Regions from separate parts of the Mus musculus genome. Here all the other regions are linked to region 3. A link is a contact called in public Hi-C and HiChIP or PLAC-seq data. All regions are on one chromosome and are shown on one strand. The core of a region is the stretch at or near the end of the contact, and the rest is flanking DNA. Distances in the headings are between cores, read along the strand shown.

Region 1 (4,049 bases), core at 1,315-3,814, 310 kb after region 3:
CTCAAAGCAAACAGCTGTGCCACCTACTTGCAACAGTTGTACGCCCACCACACAGCACCGAGGGGGAGGAGTAGGTCAAAGAGAGCCGTAAGGAGGATGGCGAATCTGGCTTTGCTGCTCCCCGGTAGCCCGGGGGAATCCAGCCCTTCGGAGGGTAGGTATTGTGTGTGCAGCTCAGAGGTTTGAGCGTTCTCTTGCAACTTGTCTCCTATTAACCACCTACTACATTTTTATATTCCACATCCACAAACCACCAAAATAGTGTTTAGCAAATTAACGGGATACTGAATAAAAAGCCAATCAAACAACCTCACAGGCAGCTCGAAGATGGGCCTGAGCAGTGGGTGTTGGAAGCCCCTGGTAGACAGACATAGATATTCCAAACAAACGGGCGCCTCTGATAGCTTTGAGAACAAAGTGTAGCCCTGGCCAGGTTGTTATCCGGGTAGCTCTGTGGAACCTATGAGCTGCTCCGTACCTGTGGCAGCAGGGAATACACCAGGAGGGCATAGACAGAACAAACCCAGCTTTTCACACTTGAAAGGCCAAAAAGAGCTCACCTATATCTTGTCACTCAGCTGCCCTGTTGTCCTGAGACAGGTGGAGTGGAGGCCACCACGCCCCCATGCTGTGGTGATTCACTCTCAATTCTGTCAGAGAAGTTTGAGCATACTTTCTTTTCTAACACTTTCCTACACCCATGCACCCCACTCTCTCCTCATCTCCTTTACTCTTTGTGACATTTTCCACATGGCTCTCTAATACTGGTACCTTTCTGGCATCTATACTGGCTCCTCTTCTCGTTTTATATGCCTTCCTCGGACAGTTCCCTCTACCCATATGTATTTAGGGCCAAGGTTTCTAGGTTTTCATTTCCTACCCCTGGCTTGTTCCTCACTTCTGTCCTTCTCATGGCTCCGCCCACTTATCCTAGCCTTTCTTTTCCATGGATTTGACACAAAGTCCCCCTCCTGGCAACTAACAAAGTTTTGATCCACCTTAGAAAACTTATCACAAACCACAGTAATCATTCCCATATCGTCTTAGGCATCATCACTGCCTAGAGAATTAGTCTACTGTGTCCAGGTAGACCATGTGCTGTGTAGCTGCTGACCACTCCCCTTATGGGGAAACAACAGGCAAGCTCCAAGCTGCCCTTTCCTTTATTTTGACTTCACTGAAACCCCTAAGTGTTAGTGAGCCAGGCCAGATTCTCTGAGTCATGACAGTTGGCTTGTCAAGATTGCAAAAGGCTTAAATTTTAATCACATCCGAGCCTGGCATGTGTTAGGTGGCTGTCCTTGACCTCAGGTATCATAACAAGAACCAAGTGACCTCTAGTCTGCAAGTCCATCACTTCAAATATATTATCTAATGTTACCAAAGCAGAGAAAGTAAAGGCATGGAGATTCGTCTTCTCTTAATGGCCCCAGACCTAAAGACACACAGATTTCTATTTAAGATCCAAGCCATTGTCTAAAATTGACCATAGAACCCCACTTAACCAGCCCTGGATCTAGGAAAGGCAAGAGACATTAATGTCTGATAAGCCCTAATTCATATATATCGCTTTATGATTCTTTTAGGAAGCTAAACATTATCTCTAGAATCTGGAAGTAAAATTTAAGTCTGATCTATGTGTCATAGACAAGCGCACCTACTAAGAGTAGCAGCTGGGCAAGCAAACTGAAAAGAAGGCTAACCAGCTATGTGGGGCTCACACCTGGGAAGACTTACAGTCCTAGCCCACAAATGGAGGCTGCCTTAGTAGCAAGTTCCCTCGTAATGAGATGGAGACTTGCTTATTTTTAGGGTGAGGCTGAGTAATTAATGACTGTCCAGGCAACTGGCAGAAACCATACAGACATTCTGAAAAATTGATTAAAACACACACACTTAAAAGCTCCAAGATGCCTTGTGACTCTCTTCCCGCCTGTAGTGTAATTAAATAAAGCTTTATCTAACCATTTTACTTGTATGCATTAGGGACTCAAACCAGGCCTCTCTTTCTCCCAAGACTTCAATATGCCCTTATCTGTTTGTACTAATTGAGTTTTCTCATACTGCCACATGGGCAGCAGCTAATAGATCTGATATGCCTGGGGATGATCCTGGGTTCCTAAAGCTCTCCCAGTGACCTCAGATCTTTAAGAACTCAGATCCGCACTGGAGACAGGAAAAATCTTGTACCTTGAAATTATGTGATCCTTTCTGCGGTGAGGTGAGGGAATTCAAATCTCCAGAAGCTCACGAACTAGATACATGCACAGGCCAGCTTAGGAAGGATACAACGCATGCCACCAAGCTCCGCCTGGTTATAATCTCAGCTGCTTCTCAAATGAAACAAGGCAGAGACTCGCCAGGCAGAGCCAGGCCTCTTGGAACAGGCCTGCAATCCCAGATACTCAAGAGGCTAAGGCAAGAGGGTCGTATATTCAAAGCCTTACCTGGGCTATAAAATGAGTTCAACTACATTAAATGTCTCAAATGAAAACGTAAAAAAAAAAGTGGATAGGGGGTTTGAGAGATTGCTTAGTGCTTAAGAGAACTTGCTTTTCTCCCAGGGGATCTGGATTCAGGTCTCAGAACCCATAAGCTTACAGCTGCTAATTCCAGCGGATCTGATGCCTTCTCTTAGCCACCAACAGCACCTGCAAAAACATTATTCTATCTACCTCTACCTCTACCTCTACCTCTACCTCTACCTCTATCTCTATCTGCATGCATGTATGTGTACATGCATATAGATACAGAGATAGCAATAGGCATTTACACATACTCATAAAAAATAAATAAGTAAATCTTAAAAGAAAAGATATCTGAAGAGATGGCTCAGTGGTTAAGTTGCTACTCTTACAGAGGACCTGGGTTGGGTTCCCAGCACCCACATGGTGGCTCACAACTGCCTATAACTCCAGTTCCAAAAGAATGACCGAGGAAAGACACTTAGTACTTAGTCTTCCATGTGCACATATTTATAAACCAACACTAACAAGTACATATAGCACACACGTATACACATGCACACATATAACATAAGATGGCTGAAAATAGACATCTAACACAGAAGTGGTGGTAGGTTCAATCCCCAGGACCGAGGGAAGGTGTAATTACCTGGAGAGCTTGTTAATGCACAGATTTCTTGGCTCTGCCCTATAGGAGCTCATAGGTTTCCAGGTGGCAGTGCTGTTGCTGCTCGAGGCCACACCTCAACAGCCAGTGGCTCAGAAGGGGGTCTCCCAGTATTGTCAGATCTCCAAGAGAAATTGGAAGTATGGATTTATATGTGAAATGCCTCGATTTTTAAAAATCTTGACCACAAATCTAAAGGCATTAAAACTTAAGACAAACCAGTTCTGATGGAGAAATGCTGCAGAGACTCACAGAAGTCTGCTTTTGAAAAAATGGTGCCGCGCTCTTAGTTTATAACCCACAGCTTTGGAAAAATTTGTCAGTCGGCAGGTAAGCCACAATAACTCCTAATAGGTGAATAGATAGTAAAAGCCCCTCATATTGTCTCTCTGTTTATCAGGTGATCCCACTTTGTCCCCTGTCACTACAAAGCTATATTTATGTGAGACCCCACCGAACCCTTTTAGAAACATTCTCCCAAACGGTCCTCAGACCCCTTAAAATATTGCCAATGAGCCCACATTTGAATGGTATCGATCTCACTTGAGTCGATATTTTAAACCATCAGCTTTAACACTGGGCCTAGGTGCTTCTCTCTGTGTTCCTAAGGCCTCAGGTCCTATACATTTTCATAGATCTGGCCCAGCACCTTTGATAGGCAGGTTGCCATGCTGGGTACTGATGATACAGTCTATCCTTGCCAGATTCCATACCATCCAGACATGGACAGGGAAGAGAAATGCAAGCAGACACAACTCTGAGCTGTTCTATGTGCACTGGAATTCCATTAAAAAGCTTATTTGCAACATTCTCTTCTTAATACAAAAAGTTTTTTTTTTTTTTTTAACTTGGTCATTCACACAGACAATGACAGTCAAAGTTTGTCTTGTTTTTCCACTTGGATTCTCCACCCCACT
Region 2 (4,036 bases), core at 70-2,569, 320 kb before region 3:
GTTTTTAATATTCAGCATAAAGGTTTGGAGAGACTTAATTCCACTGTGGATTTCTGTGGTCTATTTCTGTCCAATTGTGAGTATCCCAAAATCTTTAACTCCCAACATGACACAACCTTGAGTCACAAGAATGGAGACACAGCTGGGGCATTGCTCAGATGTGATTGGCCTATTCACATGTCTGTGAGAGATTGTCTTTGTTATTAATTGATGTAGGAGGACCCATCCTGATGTGGGCTGCTCTGTTTCTAGTGCACGTGTCCTTGGGCTGTACAAAAAAAAGCTACCTAAGCATAAGTTAATAGGCCAGTAAGCACCATTCTTCTATGGTTTCTACTTCAAACTCTGCATGAGTTTCTGTCTTGAATTCCCTCAGGGATGGACTATGACCCAGAAGTTTAAGCCAAACAAATCCTTTCCTTCCATCAGGTGCTTTTGCTCAGAGTATTTTATCATAGCAACAAAAATACTAAGAGACCGGGTGTTATATTGTAGGGAACCACAAGGTATTTATCAACATACAAGAGGAAAAATCTTGAGCTGCAAAAAAAAATAAACAGGAGGACTCTTATCCATGAGACCCAACAAATCCACGAAACAAAGCAGAATATGTAGGATATATAGTGGCTAAATACAACTTGATATTCCGTGTTTACTTGTTTGGAGCACTTTGAAATTTCTGGGGTCCTAAAACACACTAAATTCCAAGTCAGTCTATAGTCTTTATAGATCATCAGCAATTTAATAGGCTGCAGAAACCATGCTCTGCGTATTCAATAGTCAGATTAGGATGTCCAAATGATTTTCTATTTCTAGAATGATCATTGTCTCCTAGCACAGCCTGGTGCTCTAGAATATGACTCAGGCAAATACACCACAAAGACAACTGACTCAGCAGCTTTTCAGGGTCCCCATGTGTGGACTTAGCCATTTACAGACATGTATGCTGCCTTCGGTATCTAAATGATTTGTTTTTTCAATGAATATCAACTGAATTCCTCCCATGAATATAGGCAGGAATAAAGCAGGTGAAAATCTCCCACCTCACATACCTTGTTTTCTTAGATAAAATTAAAGAAAAAATAGGATTCCTGCGACTGACAAATTCTATGAATGAAAGTCAATTCCGGGTGCTGGTGTTGAGGATCCTCAAGCTATGAAAGTGTTTTCAGGAAAAATTTCACAGACAAAATCAAATCTGTGAAAAAAAAGATATGTTGGAGCTACAAACATGAGAAAGCAAACAAATGTCAAAGAAGATGTCAGAGAATCTAGATTCCTGTCAGCTGGGTGAAAAGGCGTACCACAGAATTTCCCCTATGATTGCACCTCTGAAGCTTTGAAGCTGCAGTCTCTACTCACCACCCTCCTACACAAGCGGCAGCTCAAAGTCAGCAGGAGATCTTGGGACTAGGGATGCGTGCTGCCGAGGGCTGTGAACCAACCACAAGGTATATAAGGGATGCTGGAAATGCTTTGTGTCCCTCCTCCAGCCCCTGACAGTAAACAGCCATTAGAAATACATAAAAGAGCCACAAGTCACTCAAAGGCAAAGGCTGAGGCTGGGGTTTCGTATCTATGCGTGGAAACACACATGGGCTAGAACTCATCTGCATCTTTGTCTTCATTTACATTTTTCCCAGAAGCAGGATTCGAAAGACGGGTCCATGTACTTCAGAGTGAGGTGATTCTAGAAAGTTCTAGAAGAGGAAGGGAATAAAGAGATAAAAGACAGATAGTCAGTAGAAAGTTATGGGATAAGACTTCTCAGGGTGGGTAGGAGCTTGATTCTACTGGAGGATGCTGAGAACCTGTGTGGGCTATAACCTCAAAGTTACCTCACCCAGGGAAAAGAACCTAGGATTCTGTTCTCCCAACTCCTATGAGTCAGTGATTGACCCAATGGATAATTGAGTTTTGACTCAATCCTTGAGCATGCTGAGCATAAATTGAATTCCAAAGCCCTTCTGATAGCTTTGAGCCACCATACCAGTGCTTCTTAAAGTCTTCTTAAAGAACAGCAAGTGCTCTAAACAACTAAGCTATTGCTCAATGCCCTGTTTGTTACATTTTAGTCTTGCAATAGCAATTTGTTACAAATAACTGTAATTCTTATGCTTTACAAGTCAGTTATAGTCTTTTAGGTACAATATGGAAGATATTAAAACTACTCAGCCTTATAACAATTTTAACTATTAATTTACTTCACTATGTTTGTGCTTTTAAGACATATAGCAAAACTGACTCTCAACAGTATTGTACCCTTTACAACAAAATTATCATATCTGAAACCACACATGGTAGTGCACACGTATAACCCCAGCCCTTGAGAGGTAGAGACAGGAAGATCAGAAATTCAGGGTTAGTTTTAACAGTACAGTAAGTTCAAGGCTACCCTGCATTATGTGAAACCTTGTCTCAAAAGAAAAATTGAGATTTGATCTATATAAAATGGAGTACTGGTGAATCTGGAAATGTTTGGGGCATGTACTTTGCCAACACATGCAGCTATAAAAGATTAGTATTTGGCAAGATGTTCTACCTGCTCTAAGACTCAACACTTCAAAGTTGATCAGAACTCACATTCTGTGCCCTTTCAGTACACTCTCCAGTCCCTTGTCCTCTCTTCTGTTCCAGGAGGCTAATTTCTACCCAGTTGAGTACTTTGTCCTTTTATTACAAATTAATTTTACTAAGAAGTGGCCCTGCTGAAGGACTGAGGCCAAAAGAGGAAGCTGTGATCCTTTGACTTGCAGCACAGCACACATTTTTTGCATTACATTTTTAAGGTCATAGTTTCTGGAGCAGAGCTCTTAGCTATGGGTCATCTTATGGTGTTCCACTAATGTTGTTTATCTCTTGAGCTCCAAGGATGACACAATCCTGCTGCGTGTCCCTTGGTTGTTACTACCTCTTTCCAGGTTCCCTTAGTCCCAGCCGTATGTCAGCAGAGGCCTTCCATGAAATGCTTCTTAGGCACCATGCTCATATAAGCTGTTTCCCAAATACAAACTGCCTGAAACTCTGCTGCCTCTGTCACCCAGAGGTTAAGCTTGCAGCCTCTTGCTCAGTCTTCAAAAATGTAATGTGTACACTACAAACATCCATTAGGCAGTGCTCTCGTGTGTGCACTACTATGATCCACCACACAGTGTTCCCATGTGAGCACTGCTATCATCTACTATGCAATGGTCCCACACAGACAAGACAGGACAAGCAATCGAATACTCACGCATATGAATGTATGTGATTTCTAGAATTTCTGACTTAAGTCATGATTAGCTATAGGGTTTAATGTTATTAGATAATTATCTCCTTACCCCCACCCCCCACCCCATGCTTATCAACCCACCTACTCCCACTTCCTGGCCATGACATTTCCCTACACTAGGGCATACAGCCTTCACAGGACCAAGTGCTTCTCTTCCCATTGATGACTAGCAAGGCCATCCTCTGCTACATATGACACTAGAGCCATGGATACCTCCATGTGTACTCTTTGGTTGGTGGTTTAATCCCTGGGAGCTCTGGGAGTACTGGTTGGTTCATATTGTTGTTCCTCCTGTGGAGCTGCAGACCCCTTCATTTTCTTGGATCCTTTCTCTAGCCCCTCCATTGGGAACCCTGTGCTCAGTCCAACGGTTGGCTGAGAGGATCCACCTGTGTATTTGTCAGGCACTAGCAGAACCTCTGAGGAGACAGTTGTATCAGGCTTGTGTCTGCAAGCACTTGTTGACATCCACAATAGTGTTGGTTTGGTGACTGTACATGGGATGGATCACCAGGCAAGGCAGTCTCTGGATGACCTTTCCTTCCCTCTGTTACACACTTCATCTTTGTAACTCCTCCCATGGGTATGTTGTTCCCCCTTCTAAGAAGGACCGAAATATCCACACTTTGGTCATCCTTCTTCTTGAGTTTCATGTGGTTTGTGAATTGTATCCTGGGTATTCCAAGCTTCTGGGCTAGTATCCACTTATCAGTGACTGCATACCATGTGTGTTCTTTTTTGAATGTATTACCTCACTCGGGATGA
Region 3 (4,298 bases), core at 1,638-4,137:
GGAATTCTTGGATTGGCATTCTTAAGGTTGCCTTAAGCCCCCAGATCGCATGCCTGTTCCCATGACTTGATCATATAGGGCAAAGTAGGATGGACTTAGCAAGAGAAAAATGTATACAGGAAAGCCATGCTAATACAAACTGGATCTCAGCTGATCCAGATCCAAAGAGTTTGCGTATGGCAATTATTTTTAAAAAGTATATAAGATACTTCAAAATACTAGCCGGTTGGAAAAAGTGATGTCATAGTCTCTGTGGCTTCCCCAAATATTACCAATACTTCAAGGCTGATGAAAGTTTATGACATAGCCCTATTTAAAACTATAATTTAGAAGTAACTTCAGTTTATTGTACCAATTGCTTTATTATGAACAGTATTCAGAATTGAACTCTAATATTTAATACAACTGAAAATTAACATTTTTCTGAAATTATTAGATGCCAACTCCCTTGCATACTAATTACTTTTTATTACTAGAGACTGTGTTTTGTCAATACTAATACTGTTAGTATTTTTTTGTGAGCTTCATATATTCAGGTTTTTTCCCTATTTAAATTACTGGCAGCATCCAGTTAGCAGTGGACACCTAAATAAAATGTTAACTCCAAAAGACAAGTTGTCTTGCTAAAAGTCCTCAGCCATTTGAAGAAGCCCTTCACACCATTAGGGGTGTGCTTAGGGGGTGTCATGATCCAGTCACATGTTTGACCAGGGGCTTGATCTTTAACAGCACAGAACTCTTGAAACTTAGATAGTAGAAAACTTTTTGCTGTCTTAGCTCATAAGCCAAGTGGCAAGCTAAAAAGCATTTGGGTGTGTGTGGGGCTCTGCTGAGGTTTCCGTCCATAACATAGATTGAAATGTATGTTAGAATGTAAGCCTCTAATGAGCTTCGTCTTTTCACTGGTAATCCTTCTGTCCTTTATTAAATGTATTATAATCAGTTTGTCATGGATTTTTAATTTTAAAACTGAGAGTACATGAGTGTAATTTTTTATTTTCTTTTTATCTTGTGATTACCCTTGTTCTGAAAGTAAGCCCATTTTCCTCCTAGTTTTAGATGAGAAATCACTTTTTAATTCATGTACATTGGTACAGATTCCATAATCTTCTGTTGATTTATATAGAAGCACAGCCTTTTAGATCATTACATAGTTGCACAGATGTGTTTGTGGAGGGAAATGTCTAGGGATGAGACGTGTATGGGGCAGGCATAACTATAGACCTCCACCCACTGATAACGTCTTCTTTTCCAGTTCTGGCAGGTGATCTGTAAGACAGTGACTGAGTATGGATCATTTGAACGAGGCAACTCAGGGGAAAGAACATTCAGAAATGTCTAACAATGTGAGTGATCCGAAGGGTCCACCCGCCAAGATTGCCCGCCTGGAGCAGAACGGGAGCCCTCTAGGAAGAGGAAGGCTTGGGAGCACAGGTGGAAAGATGCAGGGAGTGCCTTTAAAACACTCGGGCCATCTCATGAAAACCAACCTTAGGAAAGGTAAATACTCGCCAATCAAATCCTGCAAAGCTGCTTGATGTCTGCCCAAGGCCACCCTGTGTGGAGGTGTAGGGCTGGAACATGCTGGGCATATTCTCTTTCTAGGTGTCTTTCTGATGGGAAATTAAATGGCATTGTGGGCTGTGGTGTCAGTCAGGTTCTGAAAGCATGTGTGCTGGTTTTGAGTGGTGCCTCTCTCTTCCTAAGACTGGAGGCCCTGGTATATTTGGAGAGTAAAAAGTCTGAGTTCAGTGTCATGGTCTTCGTCTAGACAAGGTCCATTTGGCGACACTGCTGCAGTTATGGGTGTGCAGGTAGCTGCTGTTTGAGCTGATCCTGGGTAAGAGACTGAGCTTGTCTGAGAATCACCATAGGTTTTTCCTGAGATTACTAACTGTAAGGGGATTTTCAGGACATGGACCTGACATGAGAACAAAGATTTCTGATGTAATTTACTGTGCTTTTTATTTTTCTGAAGAGCAAAGTTATTATTTAACAGTTTGTTTTTTAAAAACAATTTGCTGATTCTGGTTTTTAATTTTGAGTATTTTTGGTAAAGGGAAAGGAAGATTTAGGCAAGTTTGTAAAGGGGAAAAATACAAACAAGTGATTTTTCTACCAATATTAAATGGATGAAGTTTTTACAACTTTGCCTGTGTTAGACATTGCTGTCCCTACAAGTCAGGTCCTGTGTGGAATACCCTGTATGCCTCACAGGGGTCTTTATTTTGTCATTGAATAACATGTAGGACTCAGATTTTTTCTGCATTTGCTAAGCAAAGAATAATAATGCCATCTTTTACTCAGCACGAATACTAAGCAGAGAAAGTTAGGAGGCCGAGGAATTTCATTGTGTTTGATGCATAACATTTATCATATTTATCATACAATCATTTATTTTTTTCCTTGGTTTGGCGAAAACAAAGAATATATTGATCCTGAAATAAACAGACACAGCACTCCGTATTGTTAGATCTTTATCTATTAAAAATGGAAAAACAGCCCTTCAGCAAATTCTTTGGCCTCTACTCATGATTACCCTATTTATTGATTGTTTGCCAAGAATGTATGCATCTTTAAGCCAGGGTAAGAGCATTAAAAATATAATTTATTATGGCTTTTCAAACAGAGTGCATTAATATTGTACTGTGTAGTGCTGAGGCTCTATAAAAAAAGACTTTCTGACGCCTGCAAACACACAAGTTCCATAAATTCCTAAATAGGAGATTTCAGCTGTCTCTGGTATTATGTGATATTTGCACAGCAAACTTTAATGCCAGGACAGTTTTAGACAAGGATTCTACAGACTTCCCTGCTCCTTATGGCTGCCGTGCTGTTTACACAGGCTCATGAACCTCCAGCAAAAGCCTCTAAGACTGCCTTCAGGTTTAAATCATGTGGTATTTTTAGCTTGCAGCAGTGACCAGTGCTCCCTGTCTAATGCAGGAAGGCTATGAAGTTGCAGTAGTTGGAAGTCTGGCCAAACACCAGCTTGAATAATCAGGCAGTCCAGCGAAGGCTCCTGTTTAACATTACTCCTAGTAACAGGAGGGCAACCGTGACAGTTCTCAAGACGATCTAGCACCGGATTTGTAATTAGATGATCCTGTTGCTACCGTATCGCAGCCACCTTTATTATCTATAAGGCACCTTTAAATTCGATCAATTAAACACAGAGTCAATCCAGGCTGTTTCAGTGGTTTGAAAAGGTTTCACTTATTTCATAGAGCAGAGGTCTGAAAAGCTATTTGACACCTCTGATTCCATGAGAGGAAAATGCAGTATACGTGATTTTGGCTTGCAAACCCCAACTCCTCAGACATCAGTAGTGAGGAGAAGGAGCTAAGAGCTAGAGTGTGGTCATCTCACTCCTCAAATGCTTTAAGAAATGCATTGCATTCAAAATTACATATCTAAGAAATACATTTTAATTCTAGGAGGGTCTGCGCTCAAAACAAACAGCAAAAAAAAAAAAAAATCAGAAGTCTTTTGGGAGGTTTTGTTTTTTTATTATTTTTTTTAATCTTATTTTTCATGTGCTTGGTTTCTGTTTGACAGGTGCTAGATAAAAATTGTGGCTAAGCTGAGAAAGCACTAAGAAAAAGGGGTTGGGTGTTTTTATTTGTTTAAGAGATTTTGCCAAAATACCTTCAAGCCAAGGAAGAAATCACCAGTTTGCATATTGCTATTTTTGCTGCGGTCTCCCCAAGTTCTCTTCTGATCCCTGACGGGTTCTCTCTCTGGTATAAAACAGCTGAATGAATGACAAGAATATTGGCAAGCTCTGCGGCTTGTGTTTCATGCCTAGCCTGCTGGTACTTCCCAACGAGTTTGTGAGCTTTTCTAAGTAAACCTAAAGGGGTTGGTTTAATTGTCAGAGCTGGAGTCTCCTGTGAATGGTTTCGCAGAGCTTAGGTGAAGACACACATGTGGAAAGATGGAGCTGTTTTATGGCCGGCTTTTGTTCAGCAGAAACCAGCAAATAGAGGATTTGTAAAGGGCCTCTCAGGCAGTAGGGAAATGTCATGCCGATCCTCAGAGCAGGGGATGGGCAGCTGACACCCTCAGAAGTTAGGGTTCTGCCAGTCCAGTACAAGTCCAGAGTATAGAGCCGACGCAGGCAGGGATACTGTGGAACTAATTGGGGATCCTGGGTGCCCTGTTAAAGTAACCCTTGTCATCATTTATGCTAAAGATGATACTCTCCTGGCAGTGTGCCACAGTACTGCTCAGATGCATCTGTTTTTAACCCTTTTCTGGAACTGTTGGAAGTCTGACAGCGTACTGCATTAATACCT

What was found. Hi-C and Micro-C count contacts between places; a contact is called where the count stands out from the background. HiChIP or PLAC-seq counts read pairs in DNA pulled down with a chosen protein or histone mark.
Region 1: a contact with region 3 is called in a Hi-C map of the N1E-115 cell line, with 3 times the contacts expected there. The contact joins two enhancer-like sites. A contact is called at or near these places in 1 of 484 Hi-C or Micro-C datasets (the N1E-115 cell line), 2 of 115 datasets of contacts at active chromatin or transcription factors (embryonic forebrain and embryonic stem cells) and 1 of 9 other capture datasets (embryonic stem cells).
Region 2: a contact with region 3 is called in a BATF HiChIP or PLAC-seq map of CD8 T cells, with 12 read pairs. The contact joins two enhancer-like sites. A contact is called at or near these places in 3 of 115 datasets of contacts at active chromatin or transcription factors (CD8 T cells, large pre-B cells and pro-B cells) and 1 of 9 other capture datasets (adipose tissue).

What each region holds. Positions count from the first base shown.
Region 1 is chr17:51,496,951-51,500,999 of GRCm38.p6, reverse strand. It overlaps the pseudogene Gm46574. Among named protein-coding and RNA genes, the nearest start is that of Gm31143, 36 kb to the left of the region's middle. Within about 2 kb of position 2,564, at least 1 of the 459 cell types and tissues checked has an H3K27ac peak or open chromatin away from gene starts, as enhancers often do. A contact at or near this core is called in the N1E-115 cell line, where this site is marked.
Region 2 is chr17:52,122,829-52,126,864 of GRCm38.p6, reverse strand. No RefSeq gene overlaps it. Among named protein-coding and RNA genes, the nearest start is that of Gm19585, 24 kb to the left of the region's middle. Within about 2 kb of position 1,319, at least 8 of the 459 cell types and tissues checked have an H3K27ac peak or open chromatin away from gene starts, as enhancers often do. A contact at or near this core is called in CD8 T cells, where this site is marked.
Region 3 is chr17:51,806,245-51,810,542 of GRCm38.p6, reverse strand. Satb1 (special AT-rich sequence binding protein 1) reads left to right here. Exons shown (of 11, transcript NM_009122.2): 2 at 1,256-1,500. The coding sequence starts at 1,290. Among named protein-coding and RNA genes, the nearest start is that of Satb1, 24 kb to the left of the region's middle. Within about 2 kb of position 2,887, at least 37 of the 459 cell types and tissues checked have an H3K27ac peak or open chromatin away from gene starts, as enhancers often do. A contact at or near this core is called in CD8 T cells and the N1E-115 cell line, where this site is marked.